Linked DNA regions of Hordeum vulgare: region 2 is linked to region 1. A link is a contact called in public Hi-C data. All regions are on one chromosome and are shown on one strand. The core of a region is the stretch at or near the end of the contact, and the rest is flanking DNA. Distances in the headings are between cores, read along the strand shown.

Region 1 (2,952 bases), core at 230-2,729:
TCTACTTTCGTTGTTTCAAACATCGTGAATAGCTCAAGGATCATCATATCTATCCCTGATATATTATAGTTCATAACGAAGCTCTGTAGCTTGGTGGCAGTGACTTTGGAGAACTATATTGAGATGGGGTGCCTCAAATCTTGACAAATCTTGGCAAAAAATGAAGGATGGGCTCGAGCTATGTGGGAAAATACTAAAATAGAGAGGGGAATGGAGAAAACAGAGAAATGGGCTCGGTCTGGACGAAGGGCTTATTAAGGAGATCTTTAGTCTCGGTTTGTATAACCAACCGGGACTAAATGACTCCCTTTATTCCTAGTTTGTGATACAAACCGGGACTAAATGGGCTCGTGGGGCCCCCAGCCTGACGCCCGCCTGCCAGCACACCTTTAGTCCCGGTTTGTCTCACAAACCGGGCTTATAGGTACAAAATGAATAGGGACTAAAGATGTCCGTGCCACCGACCGCTCCTAGCCGTTGGAACCGGGACTAATGGTCACATTAGTCCCGAATCAAAATCAAACCGGGACTAATAATCCAAACGTAGTGTTGAGGGTCAATCCAATACCTAACCAACGAATCTTGTAACCCTAGCCTCTGGCTATATATTAACACGCAATGCGTCCCTGTTAGGCATACGCTTCACGTGATCTTTCAACCACCTCTGGTGCCGCCTTCCATCGCACAAAAAGGAAAAAGTAGATGATGATGTTTTCTTTTACTCTCTCTGGACACTTCTTTTGGACCTGATAAGTGTCACGCGTATGACATGACCCCATGGCAACTCCGAACATTTTTATGGCAACTTTAGGACACAAAGGTGAAAACTTTAGTTATCAAACATGGCAATTTTCTTTTTTGATGGTAAGTTTCATTTTTTTTGTTAGTTTTTTTATTCTTTTTCGATAACACCTCCGAGAGACTAGGCCCACATATCATCAGATTGGTTTGCAGATATAGACAAAATATGCAAAGCTAGAAAATGCACGGTGGCATGGACGAGTAGCAAACTAGCAATACATGTGTTCTATTTATTTTTTAGGATACATGTGTTCTGTTGTTGAGGTGAACTGAACACAACACTTGTATTGGCATATCCGAAATCAGCTCCATGAAAATGTAAGCCCTGTATACCGTTTCCGGACCCGAAAATTCGTCTACCGTCGAGGGAGATCCTCTCGCACGCAGCCGGCCGGCCTCGACCACCGCCCCAATCATTCACGGCCACGGGCATGGGCGCGCACAGTGAAGAAAAAGAGGGGCATGGCGCGCGGGAGCGACCTGCGACGAGGGAACCAAGCGAACCCGCGGCGCGTGAGCAACCGAGTAGGATGGATGGGACGGAGACGCGCGCCCGCGAAATCCAGCGGGACCCCGAGTTCACGTGGCCTCGGCCCGACACGGCGTGGGCCGGCACGTGGGCGGGTGCTCTCTCCCCCGGCCCCCGCGCCCGCCGTACGCCCGGCGACGGGGAGATCTCGCGCCAAAGCGAGGGAAAGGAGCAGCGGACCGCAGGTGACGCCGGGCCCGCGAACCCGCACCGGCCACCGGCGGCCCCGCGCCCTCGCGCGTGCCGTCCCTCCCTCCCTCCCTCCCTCCTCGACAACCCACCACCACGGCCAATCATTGTCGCGGCCCCTGATCGCTCGCACATCAGAGGGAGATATCATATCATATCATCGATGCATATCATCCGTGCATGTAAGCCGATCAGTTATATATCCGGCTGCCTCATGTGATGTGCCTGCGTACACAACTCCATGGATGTAATCCTAGTACAAAGCGTCTACAACAAGTTAAAACCATATGTTCCAAGGCCCTAGATATACGGCCGGAGTTAAAACCATGCATATACATGAAACCCTGGCTTTTATGGTTTTAACTTGTTCTAGAAGACTTGTAAAACAGTCGTAAGCTCTCTAGGTATCTGGACTCTGGACAAGTTGAGAGAGGGACGGGGGTTCGTCAATGGTTCTTGATACGTACAGATCGAAAAGGCCGGGCTTCGTCTGTCAAATCGTCCGGTCACCATCTCCTCTCGAATAGTTTGCGCTTCTATCAGCTTTGAGCGTATGGTTTCACAGGGAAAGAGGAAGATGAAAGAAGCAAAGCTTATTATTCCAGCTGACCTCTGGATCGAGACGTGATTTTGACTGAGCAATTCTCTTCTCCCTTGTAAATCAAGCAGTGATCTGAGCTCTGATGGGGCGGCAGGTTGACCCTGCACCGCGCACCCGCCCGACAGACCTGGACACGGAATGTCGCAGGCCAGGCCTGAAGCTGAAAGATGAGAAAAGTTACCACCAGACAGACGTGCGCTGCTAGCTTTCACCGCGTGACGGGACAAAGGTAAATGCGCCGTGTCTGCAGATAGTAAGTACTGCTTGCACTGCCTGCCCGCGCATCAGATTCAGTGCCGTAGAAGCGAAGAAGATGGCAGGAGCAGTGCAGCAGTACTACAGGTAGGAGTATTTCTCCGATGATGTGCTGCATGCAACTGCAGTACATAGGCTTGATGAAACCTGGAGGTAATTCTGCCGGCCGAGTGTCCCTATTGGCTTAGCAGCCGTGTCGCAACGCCTGCGGAGATCATGCCCGCGTCACCGTCAGAATCATGAGCTATATTCAGATAACACCCAATGGTGGTCTGGATAACCAGATATATGCACACCAGAGGCTAGCAAAGGATTGACTGATTGCTGCTAGGTCTCATGATCGGCACCCCTTGCCAGCGCCATAACTTCCACACTCAAGAGTGAATACGATGAGTTCGGGAGCTGAAGTAGATAGCGACGATGTGGTCTATGATCACTCGAAAGCCATGGCTTTTGCCAAGAACCATTAGATCGAAAAGCTAGCAGAGTGCAGTGCAGAGAGGCTTGATTTGCAAGGGACAGGATGACAGCCACAGCCTTGCAGTTAGCATGCACCTGTCTCGCCATAAGTGAAACA
Region 2 (2,952 bases), core at 176-2,675, 210 kb before region 1:
AAATAATATCACCTAACATGTACTTACTGTATTTGGAAATGTCAACCATGCTTACTTGAAGATGCTAATGCATTTATTTAATTTACTTCTAGGAGTAAGTGATATCTATGAATAAATGATTTGTTTGAGAACAATCATGGTCAAGGTGATCCTTGGTGAACCTCGGTGTATCCTTCAGTACAACACATGTGATGAAATTATTGCTAATGTTTTGGACTTCATTCTTGAGGAAGCGTGTGACTTTAGAGTCACTGCGAAAACGTACAGACTTGCATGCTTAACATTGGTTCGTCACTATGAAACTATAACCACGATGTGGTGTGGACCTTGCGAAAGTGTTGAGACACTCAATCATTGCCATGTGTTTTACCAATGTAATAGAAGGTTATCATACGTATATGCAAATATTTTCGTAGTTTGCTATTACATATTCAAGCAAAGTGTGCAAGAACAATATTTACTATGAAAGTAAAATACTTTAGTGAACAACAACAATAAATGCTTCGGAGGAGCAAATAGTAGTACGGCTGACGCCTTATAGCCATATGTTACCTCTATGGATAAACCAGAAATAATTAATTTACCTACAGTAAATTTAAGACCATCATGGTTGATGTTGTAATGAATTTGTAAAATTAATGGGTATTTCAAGAAGTTATCTTGAAACCATTAATGTGAATCTCAAATTGCTAAATATGACACCTTGAAGATTATCTCCAAAATGGAGTAGATCTCGCGGCACTAGGGAGTATAATCTGATGAAGTGAGTAGACTTACTCGTAGTGCCTTATGTCATGACTTAGTAAAATGTGTGGGAGAACACTTTGTCAATAGTGGTGATAATTTGCAAAGCAGTAGATCTACACACTACCTTGTGATCCCAAAACATCAATTTGAAGAATTCACTTTGAATTTTGCATCAATATTTGCAAGAAATTGAAAATCTCAATTGCAAATAAATGTATTAATCTCGATACGTAACGATCATGGAGATACATACATTTCGGAATAGATCGTACTCAACAGAAATATATTACTATTGTAATGAATAGTAATGATGTTGCAAACTTGATGTTCAAGTGAAAAACTTGAATTGTATAGACCTCAAATTAAATGAGATGATCTTATATCAAGTTGCAAGATAATTCAGCAAAGTGAATTAATATTTTGCAAGGAAAAACTAATCCCAATCGCGATGAAATTATTTTGCAAGAAAATAATAATTCTCAATAGTAAATCAATATTGTTGTGTGAGAAAATTTAATCTCAATTGCAAAATAATGTCTTTGTATCGGTAAAGAATATGTCACGCATTAACAACCATGTATTTCTGGAATTTTAAAATTTAATAGAAAATGATTTAAATGCAGATTTTGCCTAAACATGAGAAATGCTAATAAATAGCAATAGTTGTTGAAGCACTAATCTACTGAAAAGCTTAAAATACAAGCAATTAAGTAAATAATGCAAATTAGCATAAACATCTGGTGGCTCAACCGCATGCAAATAGGCTAGAGTAGCCCAGCCAGGTGTAGCGTGGTCACTCGAATGGATAAGGAAGAGCAGCCAGGGATATCCACACAAGAGTAGATTTGATCCCCAATCCACATGACCAAGACCGGATGGACTCCAGCCGCGCTCTTCCTCGGAGGCACCTACGGTCGGTCGCCCGCACACGGACGACGGAAAGAACTCCAGCCGCGCTATTATTCGTCGGACGAGTCGCCGTGAAGGCGGATGCCAGGCACGTCGCCATGGAGAGGCTGCTTGCGAGCCCGAGCGCTGCTAGGCTCAAGTTCTCTCGCGGGCAGTGCGGCTGGTTGACGACGGGCTGCGGCTGCTCGACGCTGCAAAGGCGGAGGCCACGAGGCGCAAGGGTGGGTCGACGTTCTCGTCGTCGTTGGCCTCAAGCGGCGCGGCCGGGCCAGCGTGAAGCTAGGCGGGCGCAACCGACTCAAGAGGTTCCAACGGCGCGAGCTGTACGGGCGGAGCGGGGCCGCGGGAATGGAGTCGTGGCCCCAAGCAATCTTGTCGGAGGGCGTAGCCCGCCAGAGGGTTGAAGCCGGGCACCGGTGGAGGTGGGGGCACGTGCACCAGCCAGGGATCGAGTCCATTGTTCATCTGCGGGAGATGAGGAGCAACGGCACGAGGGCCGAGTCCAATGGCGTCGTATCATTGAAGGGAGCCGACGAGGCAGCACTGCCATGCCGTGCGCTGGATGACATGGTTGTGTGCCGTCGGCCTGACTCGCCTGAGGTCGCGACGCCGTCAATGGCCGCGCGTGGAGCAGCGGCCCTGAGGGTGTCCCGCTGTGTGCGTGTGTCGCGGGCGACGGTTCATACGCCGGCTTGGCTACTGACAAGCGACGGCGACGACTGTCCTCATGAAGGAGATGAAGGTGAAGCAATGCAAGAAATCAACGCCACAGCCTGGTGCGAGCGTGGCACACGCAAGAAGGCGGATGGACGGAGCGTGTGACGCGGCGCAGCCCGGGCGGCGGCCGGAGCCCCGCGCGGGCGCAGCGTGCAGCTCTAGTCCCCGTCTGTCTTCTCGGTGGTCTTCTCTCTTGGTAGAGACTCGTGCTGATTACGTGTTGGAATAAAACGAGATTGAATGAAAGTGAATCGATCATCCATCTTGTTTTTATTGATTCTAAAGTATATATACATCTGGAAGAGGTGCGAAAAAAAGATGTCTATTCGGAGGCATTCCTTCAACACACGTGCCGGTTGGCAATAGAGAGAGAGGAGACACGACTGTTTGGGTTGGACACATTCCTTAGATTAATTTACTAATTAATTTCTAACAGATGGCAAGAAGACACGAACGCGGTGGCTGTCAGCAACAAACGTGGCCCTACTACTTTTGGGCCAGTGAGAAATCAGAACAATGGGTCACCTGGTGCGATTATGTGACGCCCATTGCGAGTCCTACTAGGGCTAGCATGTAGGG

Evidence for each region. Hi-C and Micro-C count contacts between places; a contact is called where the count stands out from the background.
Region 2: a contact with region 1 is called in a Hi-C map of seedling, with 4 times the contacts expected there. The contact joins the promoter of LOC123430697 here to the enhancer-like site in region 1. A contact is called at or near these places in 2 of 6 Hi-C or Micro-C datasets (leaf and seedling) and 1 of 1 datasets of contacts at active chromatin or transcription factors (embryo).

The regions. Positions count from the first base shown.
Region 1 is chr2H:597,044,013-597,046,964 of MorexV3_pseudomolecules_assembly, reverse strand. No RefSeq gene overlaps it. Among protein-coding and RNA genes, the nearest start is that of LOC123430695, 85 kb to the right of the region's middle. Within about 2 kb of position 1,479, at least 3 of the 3 cell types and tissues checked have open chromatin away from gene starts, as enhancers often do. A contact at or near this core is called in leaf and seedling, where this site is marked.
Region 2 is chr2H:597,254,792-597,257,743 of MorexV3_pseudomolecules_assembly, reverse strand. It overlaps LOC123430697, which reads left to right and starts at 1,425. Exons shown (of 1, transcript XM_045114545.1): 1 at 1,425-2,628. The coding sequence starts at 2,005. The coding sequence ends at 2,478.